Linked DNA regions of Mus musculus: all the other regions are linked to region 2. The links are chromatin contacts, called in public HiChIP or PLAC-seq maps. All regions are on one chromosome and are shown on one strand. The core of a region is the stretch at or near the end of the contact, and the rest is flanking DNA. Distances in the headings are between cores, read along the strand shown. Region 1 overlaps Ncf2 (neutrophil cytosolic factor 2). Region 2 holds the start of Lamc1 (laminin, gamma 1). Region 3 overlaps Rgl1 (ral guanine nucleotide dissociation stimulator,-like 1).

Region 1 (3,907 bases), core at 156-2,655, 520 kb before region 2:
GTAATTAAGTCATGAAGTTCACCAAGGGTATGGGATAGGGCATTTCAGCATCTTTTTTTGTTTTTTGTTTTGTTTGGGACAGGGTTTCTCTGTATAGCCCTGGCTGTCCTGGAACTCACTTTGTAGACCAGGCTGGCCTCAAACTCAGAAATCCGCCTGCCTCTGCCTCCCGATCAGCATCTTTTTAAAATACTTTTTCTCTGGCCCGGAGTTGAACATGCTCGATTCTCTTTATTTTATTTTGATTTTTCTCTGTGGAGACCTGGTTATCCTAAAACACAGTCTACAGATCAGGCTGGTTTTGAACTCACAGAGATCCGCCTGCCTCTGCTTCCCAAGTGCTGGGATCAGAGGTGTTCAACATGACCAGCAGGCCTCTTGATTGCTTAGGTGTGTGTGTGTGTACATGTGCGTGTGTGATGTGGGTGGGGGTGGCTACGTATGTCATGACGCACATGTGTCAATCAAAGGACGACTCTGTGGAGTTCCCTCCTTCCATTTTGACCTGGATCCAGTGACCGACCCCAAATCTCTGAGATTGCACAGCAAGTGCCTTTGTCTGCTGAACTCGATCTCACAGCTCCGCGGGAGCTTCACCTGCTTCTTGTTGTTGTTGTTGTTTTCTAGGAAGGGTCCCTGTCTTAGTCAGGGTTTCTATTCCTGCACAAACATCATGACCAAGAAGCAAACTGGGGAGGAAAGGGTTTATTCGGCTTACACTTCCATCCTGCTGTTCATCACCAAGGAAGTCAGGACTGGACCTCAAGCAGGTCAGGAAGCAGGAGCTGATGCAGAGGCCATGGAGGGATGTTCTTTACTGGCTTGCTTCCATTGGCTTGCTCAGCCTGCTCTCTTATAGAACCAAGATTACCAGCCCAGAGATGACACCACCCACAAGGGCCTTTCCCCCTTGATCACTAACTGAGAAAATGCCTTACAGTTGGATCTCATGGAGGCATTTCCTCAACTGAAGCTCCTTTCTCTGTGATAACTCCAGCTGTGTCAAGCTGACACACAAAACCAGCCAGTACAGTCTCTTATTGGCCCAGATCTTGCACATTCGGTTCAGCTGGCTAGAAAGCCTGTCTCTGCCTCCCCAGCGCTAAGATTAGAAAGGATGTGATGTGACTCCACCCTTGTTGGTTTGTTTTGGTTTTGGTTTGTTTGTTTGTTTGTTTTTAAACTTGGACTCTGTAGGCTGTGAGGCTTGTGAGGCCAGCATTTTACCTACAGAACGTCTCCCCAGCCTCCACCACCTCCAAAGAACCAGTTCACACTGGTTCATCCTCTGACCAGCCAGTGAAAAAACACATCCACATCCTGACAGGAGGAGAGGAAGGTACTGGATAGGCTCAGACTCTTCCGGTCAGCAAGCAGATGGTGCAGAGCACGGCCCCCATCCAGCCTCCGCCTGGAGGGAGGAATGCCTCCTCCTACTTCCCTCAGGGGTGCGGCTGCATCCTCAGAGCTGAGAGCTGTGGAGACAAACGGAGGCAGCTCTCCCAGACAAGGCTCTGCCATAGGCCCTGGATGCTTATAACCTGGCCTGGACCAAAGGCCACCTCACACCTTCAGATCCCTGACTTCTACCCTTACTGGTCAAGATCTTTCTTTCCATTTTTCTGTCACCAGGCCTCTCATCTCATCTGTCATAGTCTTTCTGTTTAATCCAATATGAATAATATTATATATGTTTTCTTACTTGTTATTTAGTGATATAAATGATCACACAATAAATTTGTATCAAGAAAATGCAATATACATTCTAACTATATCACTATTATTTTATTTTTATTATTAATTTTTTTAATTAATGTGAGCGGTTATTTTGATGGCATGCTTGTTTTGACAACATGTGCGTACCTGATTCTCAAGGAGGCCAGAGAGGCCATCAGAGCCCGTAGAACTAGAATTTCAGATGGTTGGGAGCCACTATGTGGGTGCTGGGAAGTGTAGGTTGTGAGCCACTATGTGGGTGCTGGGAAGTGTATATAGGTCCTCTGGACGTGCAGCAAGCACTCTTATCTGCTGAGCCATCTCTCTGTCCCCATCACTTATTTTACAGAGGAAAACAAGGAGGTTCAAGAAGATTAGGTAATTTACCACAGGCTATGCAAAGAGGAAATAACACCCCAGGGCATTTTGATCCAAGATCTCTGTACCCCGGGGCCAGTTTTGTCACCTTGAATTGCCGAATCATTATGACACAAGTCTTGCCTCTCCCTGGCAATACTCTGACACTTCCTTATGGACCCTTCCTCCTGCAGGCCTTCACCAAAAGCATCAACAGAGACAAGCACTCTGCAGTGGCCTACTTCCAGAGAGGAATGCTCTACTACAGAATGGAGAAGTAAGTGGTCCGCTGCCACTCAGGCTGTGGGAGCGTGACAGCGCCTGATGGATCGGGCTTTCTTCTGTAGTCTTGGTATTCAATCAGGACCTCCAGCTTTTGTGGGTAGGAAGGCTGGCTTGCTTTCTCTAGGCAGTTATGCAAGGAGTAGTAAGCAAGAGGCTTTTCTGGGAAGGGGAGGCAAGCCTGACCTCATTGTAAGTAAGTCATCATTAGCGCACAGCGGCAAGGAGCCTGAAACAGCCACTGGCTGGTTGTTTGGCTACCCAGCCCTCTCAACAATGTCCTTAATGAGGACGTTCACTGTGCTTCTCTGTGCGGGACTGAGCAGTCCCAAGACAAGGCTCATCATGAAAGCGAATCAATCCTGGCTTCACCCATGCTGAATGTGTTTGCAAAACCCAGTTTAAACTAGAGGGTGGATGCTGGGAGGATGACCCTGTCACAAAAATAAGAATACAAACTGTTAGCAGCAGATATATAAGTTAATACAGACAAATTAAATATGTGTGTTTAGATAGATAGATAGATAGAGTTTACAGTTGATGGCAAAATTTAAACAATGGTTTCCAAATACCATATTACTACAAAACCCATTTGTTACACAGTCTGGAAGGGCATCGGCCAATGCACTATTCTAGTTGTTTCTGGATGTTGGGATAATAATGAAGTCCCTTTCCCTCCATCACCTTGTGCACATTTCAGGCTATTTACTGTCGTAAGTAAAAAGAAAAACCAAATCAAACAAAACACCCAAAATGAGTGTTATTCTACCCTCAAATGCCCAAAGAACACACACACAAACACATACACACACACACACACACACACACACACACACACACACACACATGTACACACAGATATATCAAAAGGATAATATTCAAAATGTGGATTTCAGATATTTTAGGCAAAGCCAGACAGCAGTGACTCAGGAAAGTGTCCAATGTGTGCACACGTTCTAGGGAGAGGAAGAATTTCCCATCAATGAAACTGGACAAGTGTGGTGAGGCTGGGGTGCGGGAAGCAGGGGGGATACCCTGAAGGGGGAGGGGAATTGACAGTAAAATCCTGGAAGTTTTCAAGCAGATCACTGAGGGATTAAGTCACTCTAGACTATGAACAAAGAAGACTGGTGCTTGGGAAGTCAATTTGGAAGTGAACACAGACGTCCTCAGGAACAATGAGGGTCAGAACCAGGGCAGCACCAGTGACAAGGACCAGAAGTGGATTGCAGAGGTGGTCACCCCGACAAGGCACAGGGCTGGCATATTTTGAGTGGATTCTGTCATGCAGCAGCAGCTGGATACTTACAGACCGAGCTGAGTGCTTTGATAGAGGGTGGCGCCTTAAGGATAACAAATGGGAGCTGGAGAAATGCCTTAGAGGATAAGAGCACTGGCTGCTCTTCCAGAGGTCCTGAGTTCAGTTCCCAGCAACCGCGTGGTGGCTCACAACCATCTGTAATGGGATCTGATGCCCTCTTCTGATCTGCAGGCATACATGAGGGCAGAATGCTGTATATATAGTAAACAAATAAAACTAAAAAAGAAAAGA
Region 2 (4,367 bases), core at 853-3,352:
CATAAGTTATAGAACTTAAAAACTCTGAAGCTACTTCAAAGGACTCCCAGAGATCTTGGGAAGCGGAGTGCCGTCTGGAGAAAGGCATCTCTCCAAAGCATCACTTTTACACTTCTATGTCGTTCCAGTCCTTTTCAAAACCGAACTCACTCTTAATTACTGAAAATCGGATGCCTCACATTTTCATTTATGAGCTTGTTTTCAAAAAGTTCCATCTGCCTGGTGACTCGTCTACAAAGAAAAAGGCAGCATCTACTACAGAGGCAGTAACACTGCTCTCCTAAAACTTCCTCCACACACAGTCATTTACACTTTCAAGGCACTTTCTCTAAGTCATAGTCTTTCTCTGAAGAAAATTCCCTGATAATATAATATAATATAATATAATATAATATAATATAATATAATATAATATAATGAAGAGCAGTGGAAAGAAAACCCTGAAACCACGATCAGGGGACTATCTGCCTACAAAATATCCCTCTCAAATATCCCAGGGCAACAATCAGTTTTTCACACTTAATGTTGCACAACTGAACACAGCAATGAAAATTTTTCTGCTCTCTTGTCTGTCTCAAAAGTAAAGAAAACATCTCCAGGTGAAGCAGGAACTTTGATCCGTTCAGATAATCACAGCCTTGCTCATCCACGGCTCTGCCATGAAGTCTCCTACTTCAGCCCTCTCCTGGATTCTAAAGCATGCTTGTCTCCACACTTGCTTCGGATCAAAGCAAAAGGGAAGACTATCCAGGAGAGCCTTGGAGCTTTTTACACCGGAACAAAACTGCCCTCAATTACAGAGAGTGTCTTCATTACCTTTCTGTTTTCTCCCAACTAGGATTAGCAGTGAAACAGCTCCTAATTAAGGCTGAACAGCTCTGAAGAACAGTAACTTTAAAAGTGAACTTCCACTTTAATTACACATAGAAATACCGGCGGCAAAGGCATTTGCTCCCCTCAAATTCCCCTATCAAAACTAAGAGCAATCATTCTCAACCCTGGAGACAGACAAACATTTTAAAGACAAGTGTTTGAAAGTGGACCTTCAAGACTCTAATGTAAGCATGCTATGTGATAGTCCTGTCCTGCCAGGATGAGTGTTTCATTAGCGCCTCAGGGTGCAAAAGGGGGTGGGGGGGTGTTGGTCCAAAATCCTAACTGCTGAAATAGAAAAGAATCAACGGAACGAGAATCCGGTTGGACTAGAAAGAGTAAGAAAAAAAGAGAGAGATGCTAGCGTGGGACATGGTGGCCCTCACCGGATGTTCAAAGCGAGATGAATTTTAGAAGTTGGAGAAAGGAATTTCTGTGTGTGGCCCACGCTGGAGAACAGACCGTCAGCACGCGGCTGGACAGGCCCCTCAGGCCGGACCAGCGGCTCCATGGATGCGGCCCCGGAGCTGGACCGTGAGCGAGTAGTGGGGACGGGGCTGTCATCGCTTACCCAGGTGCAGCGTGAGGTTGATGGAGTTGGGGTACTGCACCCCGGCCAGCATAGTCTGGCTTTGCCACCAGGTGGTGTCGGCCTGGTTGTTGTAGTCGGTCAGGAAGGCTGCCCCGTGTTGCAGGTGCTGCTGGCCGGCGTCGCACAGGTGACAGGACTTAGTGACTCCGGTCACCCCAGTCTGCACGCAGTACTCCTCGGGCGGAGTCCCACACGTGTTGGTAGCCACCACGGTCACATTGAAGGCGGCATTAACAAACTCCGGCATGCAGCGCTGCGGCCGCCCGCCCTCATCCGCGCACTCGTCCATGGCCGCCCGGACACAGCCCGCCACAGCCGCCAGCACAGCCAACAGCGGCCACAGCCGCCCCCGGGGCTGCAGGGCCAGCGCGGCCCGCCCGCCGCCCGTCATCCCGCTGCGCGCGGGCCCTCGGCAAAGGCTGGGGTGCCGCGCTGCACTCGCCTAGCGGCGTATCCCGAGGCCGATCCTCCGCTGCGGGCCGAGGCCGGGCTGTGGACCGGGCTGGAGGCCGAGAGCCGGACGCAGAGCCGATGGGTGGGCGTCCGAGCCAAGATCGCGCTGCCTCCGCTACCTCCCGGTGCGCAGCCTGCACTGTGCGCCGACCCCCGACTTCCGAGCGCGCACTCGAGAGCGCGCCCCAGGAGGAAGGAGAAGGGGGTGGGGTCTGCCCGGCGGGGTGGGATCTGGCGGTGGAGAAAACCCAAGGCCGGCCTCCTCGGCAGCTCACGCGGGCCAGGAGCTGCTCCCCGCCCTACGCGTCCTCCCCAGCGACTCCCGGCGGCGGCGGGGGCGGCCTGGAGGGCGGTGGGCCAGAGAAGCGAGATGGGAGGGGCGGGAGCCAGAGGACCGGGCGCGAGGTGGGCGGGGCGGTGGAGTAGGAGGGTGGGGTGCGAGGAGGGCGGGACCGGCAGCAAAAGGGAGGGGGGCGCGAGATGGAAGAGGCAAGGGGTCAAGTGGGAGGACTTCTGGATGGGCGTGACTAGAGGTGGGCTGGGCGAGGGGGTAAGAGGGAGGGGCCCAAGGTGGGCGGAGAGGGAGCGTGAGTGAGGGAAGGAGGGCGGGGCGTGGGGTGTGGGGTGCTGGGCAGTGCATGCTGGGAGGGTAGGGGCTTCGGTGGGTTGGGAACCCTCATCCAGGTCTTGTACCTTAGAGGATCTTGCCCTGGAGGGTATGAGGCTAAGAGGAGGTTCTTAAAGGGAGACGCAGGTGGGTGAGGTGGCCCGGAATCTGTGTTTTTGACTTCATGAGGACTTGGACCCTGGCCCAACCAGATGTCAGTCCTTACGGTATAGCTCAGCCACTACCTGACTCTGGAGCCTGAACACAGCGCAACGGTGCGGTGGCCTGCGTGACCTCGCCCTCCCCAGCCGTCCCGGGCATTGCCTCCTGTATCCCGGGGCAAGCCCTGCCCACGCTGAGGGGAGAGATCCCGAGGTGTCCAAGGGACTGGATCCCTGTGGAACACAGGGCTCGATCTCAGCTTCAGAGTCAATTTTGTGATTTCCTTGCTCTAAATTAAAATGTGACTGTCATTTAACCGGGCAAGGAAGGAAGTGAGAAGGCTGGGAATGGAATGACATTTTCCCCTGGATACGCAGACCTGCTTTGAAATTCTTCCACTCTGTTGTTTGTGTGTCCTAGCTTGCCTTTAAAAGACTCGAAATTATCTGGATTCTGACATCCTCCTCTTCGGACCTGCTGAGTCACAGAATATTGTCAGTGCCAGAATGACTCAGTTCCCAGAGCCCGAGCCAAAAGATCATGCGTTTTAGTCTCAGATCAGAACTACCTGCAGTGCTGATAGGACCAGCAGACAGGGGAAGGGAGGGTGCTGTAAAAATGAACCAGCTGAGAGCCGGGCTTGGCAGCACACTGTGCTAATCCCAACCCAAGATGCAAAGCAGACCAGCAAAGTGTAAGCTCCGGATCAGTAGTCTTTTTAAGATAATGATACTGATAGCTACAAGATGGCCCAGTGGGTAAAAGCACCTGCCACCAAGCTTGGTGACCTGAGTTCAATCTCCAGGAACCACATTCTGATTTCCACACCTGCACCATGAGACTTGTGGGCGCGCGCGCGTGTGCGTGTGTGTGTGTGTGTGTGTGTGTGTGTGTGTGTGTGTGTGTGTGTGTGTGTGTGTGATGATATGACACATAAATAAATAAATGTGAGTTTTAAGATGGGGTAGTGGGCATATGAAATGATGAAATATAACAATAACTAGGTAATGATCGTTAGGGTCAGTGTTAGAGCCACAAGCCCTAATTAAGAGGGCCCAAGCATAATGGACTATTTATGATGGGTAAAGGATACTGTTCAGAGAGCTTTTAATACTGGAATTACTCGGGAATGCATCCACCTGACTTATTGGATGAGATGATGGAGATTAGGTATGCTAAGGGTCTCTAACTCTTTACTCCTTGTAACCCTTTGGAGAAAGAAACATGGGAGCTATAATATTTTAAATCAATGGTTCTCAACCTGCCAGTCATGACCCTTAGCAGGGGTCTAATGACCCTTTCACAGGCATTATGTAAAGACCATTGGAAAACAGAGATATTTACATACTGCCCATAACTAGAAAATTACAGTTATGAAATAGCATTGAAGATGATTTCATTGTTGGGGGTCTCCACAGTGTGAAGAACTATGTTAAAGGGTCACAGTGTTAGGAAGGCTGAGAACCAGTTTTTTTAGGTGGCTGAAACAAAATCACTCTAGTCACATAACCCTGGAGGGAATGATGTCTCAGTGCAAACATGCTAAACAAACTAGTGTGTGTCCTTTACATTGTTTTCTTTTGGTTTCTGAGGTCCAAAGTTAACTCCAAGCTGCTATTTATGGTACTTTCCTCTGTAATTTCATCACAAGACCTTCACGTGCCATTTGTAAAGCACATG
Region 3 (3,867 bases), core at 353-2,852, 780 kb before region 2:
TGCAAGCCTTGATTGTTGAGCCACAGAGAGCCAGATGCCTAAAAGACTGAGCAAGGCGGCCGGCCAAGGTTTGGTAAGGTAGGATAGGTCATTGGGGTTTCAGAGATGTGATGAGACCTGTAGTCCTTTTAACAATACTGAGCAGACTCAAATGCTGCTAAATCAAAGGGTTGCTGTCAGCTTTCACATAGAGAGTGAAAAGGTGAGAAACAGATTGGAAATAAATGCCCTGGCACCCTATACTGCTGGTCATCCATCCTAAAGTTACACAGCTCAGAGCCTAAAGAAGTCAACGGGAATCACTGCCCAGGAGCCCATCTGAAATGCTGAAGGGCCGAGCTCCAGCCTCCTCTTTGAAGTCTCCTTCTCCCAGGCCCTCTCATTCCCACCACACTTCTTGGTCCCTTTCAGTCAAAGCTGAACTTCTGCTGGGGCTGGGGAAGCCTAGCTGCACACAGTGGCATCCAGGCAGAAATCCAGTTCCGTGTTACTACTCCCCCTGCCTGGTTACGTTTTTTAAGCCTTTTCCTTCTCTTTATGGGGGACGCTGTTAGGCATCTTATATTGAATTGATAGAGCTTCTTCAAAGCTTCCATTGAGAAATGGGGTGCTCAAAGTGAGACTGTTACCTGTCCAGTACCATGTGCTACCTGCCCGCTCTGGTGGCAGGGCTGTGATTACAGGACTGGCTCTGGACCTCAGAGCTGAACGTTCTGTTGTGAATGGGACTGGTAGGAGAGCTTCACTATCTATTCCTGTTATCCTGGATACAAAGCAAAAGCACCCATCAAAGAGCTAAAATCCCACCCAGTGGAGGATGCTAGCGCCTGATGTCAGTACTTCTCCACTCAACTCTGGCACTTTCTCATTCAGTGAAGAAGAAATCGGATGTGCCAATCAAAGGTTCAAGGAGCCTTCTACCCCTCCTGATGACTACAATGTACTTTAATACCTATAAAACAATGCAGAAGCTGTCCAGCTTCTGCCAAGGAGAGTACAGGGTAAGGACTAACATCACTCACTCACACATTCATTCATTCATTCATTCATTCATTCCTTGTAAATCTGGCATGCACCTAGAATGTCACTACGTGTGAAACCTGTGATCCTTTCTCTCTGGGACCTGGTCTATGCTTTCACTGCTCCTGCCTGAGTCTCCAGGGGTTATGTACAAATCTCTATGCACAGTTTTACTTTTGCAAACACACAGGAAAGCTCACTGCTTTCCAGAGTATGACATGGGGGCTGGGGGGTGAGAGGCACAAGGGAACTAACTAAGCTCCCAACATTCCTCTTCAGGAATGGAGCCTATACTTCATAAACAGGGCCTGGAGCATTCTTGATGACAACTGCCCACACTTAGGAAAAGATTCATTCTTGGGTATTGCCTAAAAGTTTTTGTGAGGTCAGGCCACCTCCCTAGTCCCTGCCTCTGCCTGCCAAAAGAGCTCTGCCCTCCATTCCCTGAGCCGGAGAGGACCAATGACTGGTCCCACTGGTTCCCCAATTAGGCATGGGGCCAGAGGCAGCCCCAGTGGGGCGAGCTGGGCTCCAGTGCAACAGCAGCAGCAGCAGCAGCGTTTTCTACCAGAGCACAAAGCTGGGCGGGCAGGCGGGAGGAGGCCCTGAAGGGAGCTGAGGTCTGGCAGCTGGAGCTGAGCTTCCAGGGTATTCAAGCATTCCCGGCAGATGAAGTCATCTGAGATACAAAGCCTTTGGCAATCTGAGCCAAATGATGCAAGTGCATTCCCCTTCTCTGGTCCCCAGTCCATACAAACCACTCAACAGGTACCGGGTAGAATTTAAAGTCACTGTATTTGCTTTGGCTTTGGGGTAGCATCCCTTATCTGCGTTAGGAGCCATTTCCTTTCCCTCACTGAGGAAACCGGACATTACTTCAAGGAAATGCCTACCAGAAGTTCCAAGTGGGTCAGCTGCCATGGCAACTGTTACCCAGTGCCTCGGTGAAAGGCTATATCATCACGCTGGAGCGCGATGGAACCTCTTGACTAATTTCTGCAGAGCCTGGCAGCCAGCACACTCTATGGCCAGCAGTGGTGGCTCTGCATTTGTCCCTGGAAGCTCGAGGTCAGCCTCCAATAGGAAAAAACAGCCTCAGAGACTTCCTTCGATTCGGTCACTAGAGACAGTCGATGTCAGCAATCGGGGCTGCCAGGGGACATGACACTAATGCTTTTTAGGGAAAAGGAGGAACACCTCTTCCAAGCTTTTGTGAGAGGGACGTGGACTTGAACCCTTGCCAGCCACACAGGGTTGGTTGGTTGTCGCCCGTTTATATCTGATAGAACACATTAGGCAGAGAAGAAGCCCATTCATGTTGATAAGAGAAAGTTTAAAAAAAACAAAAACAAATCAAGAAAACCCTGTTCCTGGTAACAGTAGGCACCCTGGGCAATTACTTAGCTTCTCTGAGCTGGTTTTACAATTTAATCTTTAAAATCATAAATCCAGCCTTGAAAATCCCTCTTTTCACTCTGAAACCTTAGGGTTCTGAGGTTCACAGTTCAATAATTTTATACCTATCCCAATTTTCTGAGGGTACCAGGGTTTCTTATTGAGTCAATGAATGGGGAGCCCCCACATTGCAGAGCCCAGTAGAGGTTTCCCTGGGACCAAACAGGTACTCACTGTCGGAATCCACGTCCTGCTTTTGAAACTGTTCAAGAAGGTTCTGTGCTCTCCTCTCTGGGTCAGAGCCAGGCATCATCTGTTTGAGGTACTCCAGCAGCTTCTGAAGGCAAGGGAAGTGAGGGGGCTCCCGGAAGTCTTCCGCACACTGGTCAAGCCAGGCCCTCAGGATGGAAGCAATGGCACTGGGAAGGAGAGATGGAGACACAGTGAACACAATGCTTACGGGACTCGAGACAGGCCCTGGACCCCACAGCTGGTAGCTGAAGAGGGTTGGGGAGACTAATAATGTTTTGTTGTTAGAAAATCCAACCAAGGCAGACGAAAGATGAGAAGAGGATTTACTGAGTTCCAAACAATCCAAACACAAGCCACTAACTGTGCATTTGCTCAAATTAAAGACCAGAAAACCAGGCTATCAAGATGACACAGTAAATAAGAAACTTTCTACCACGCCTGACAACTGAGCTCAGTGATGCCTGGGTCCCACACAATGTTAACAAGTTGTCCTCTGACAGCCTGCACTGTAGCATGCTTCAGCTAGCCCTTCAGACTCCCACACAAATAGATGAACAAAGGTAATAAAACAGAAAAGTAGCCTAAAAGTAGCCGTATTGATAACTTAGGACATAACTGGCTACCACTAGGCTAGAACTCATCTGGAGTAAGAAGTCTCCAGGTTAATGGGGAAATGCCTGTTTAATTTTAAAAACATCACTAGGGTTTTGGCACAAGGACCAAAGCTTTCCTCATAAAGTTATCCCTTTGTTTCTCAAATTATAATGAGACGGCGTGTCAGGAACCACTGGGTGATGGAGTCACAAGGTTCCCCGGGTGTCAAAGCACAAGAACAGCCAGATACGCTCTGGGTGCTTGGTGCGCTACAGACACCTCCTGAGTAACTAAGGGTGTTGCCTGTAAGTTACGGGGAGCTCCTCTCTCTAGAGCAGAGTCAGAGCAATGACAAAGGGGTAAACTGCAGCAGGGCCATTACTCCACGCTTCATCGTCAGAAGACTTCAAAGACACTTCAGTGTTAGTTCCACACCAGGCTAGTCTGCCTCCCTAATAAAACAACTCCATCGAAAGGGATGTTCACTGATGCTGGCTGGAGAAGGTATCAGGGAGAATCAATAAATTCCTGTGCATCCCAAGGCAAAGAAACCACACTGTCTTAGCTACAGTGACAAAACTCTTTCACCCACCCAAAAGAGTGTAT

The links. HiChIP or PLAC-seq counts read pairs in DNA pulled down with a chosen protein or histone mark.
Region 1: a contact with region 2 is called in an H3K4me3 HiChIP or PLAC-seq map of embryonic stem cells, with 12 read pairs. The contact joins the enhancer-like site here to the promoter of Lamc1 in region 2. A contact is called at or near these places in 11 of 39 promoter capture datasets (the 3T3-L1 cell line, the C10 cell line, the HPC-7 cell line and 7 more), 17 of 115 datasets of contacts at active chromatin or transcription factors (the 230-238 cell line, astrocytes, craniofacial prominence and 7 more) and 2 of 9 other capture datasets (adipose tissue and liver).
Region 3: an H3K27ac HiChIP or PLAC-seq map of extraembryonic endoderm stem cells shows a contact between it and region 2, with 4 times the contacts expected there. The contact joins the enhancer-like site here to the promoter of Lamc1 in region 2. A contact is called at or near these places in 5 of 39 promoter capture datasets (the 3T3-L1 cell line, 3T3-L1-derived adipocytes, the C10 cell line and 1 more) and 3 of 115 datasets of contacts at active chromatin or transcription factors (astrocytes, embryonic basal ganglia and extraembryonic endoderm stem cells).

Annotation. Positions count from the first base shown.
Region 1 is chr1:152,808,651-152,812,557 of GRCm38.p6, forward strand. Ncf2 (neutrophil cytosolic factor 2) reads left to right here. Exons shown (of 16, transcript NM_010877.5): 3 at 2,268-2,350. Among named protein-coding and RNA genes, the nearest start is that of Ncf2, 10 kb to the left of the region's middle. Within about 2 kb of position 1,406, at least 77 of the 459 cell types and tissues checked have an H3K27ac peak or open chromatin away from gene starts, as enhancers often do. A contact at or near this core is called in the HPC-7 cell line, adipose tissue, differentiating embryonic stem cells and 4 more, where this site is marked.
Region 2 is chr1:153,330,684-153,335,050 of GRCm38.p6, forward strand. Lamc1 (laminin, gamma 1) reads right to left here and starts at 2,103. Exons shown (of 28, transcript NM_010683.2): 1 at 1,445-2,103. The coding sequence starts at 1,856.
Region 3 is chr1:152,554,754-152,558,620 of GRCm38.p6, forward strand. It overlaps Rgl1 (ral guanine nucleotide dissociation stimulator,-like 1), which reads right to left. Exons shown (of 18, transcript NM_016846.4): 5 at 2,650-2,834. Among named protein-coding and RNA genes, the nearest start is that of Gm51749, 17 kb to the left of the region's middle. Within about 2 kb of position 1,603, at least 176 of the 459 cell types and tissues checked have an H3K27ac peak or open chromatin away from gene starts, as enhancers often do. A contact at or near this core is called in 3T3-L1-derived adipocytes, astrocytes, embryonic basal ganglia and 1 more, where this site is marked.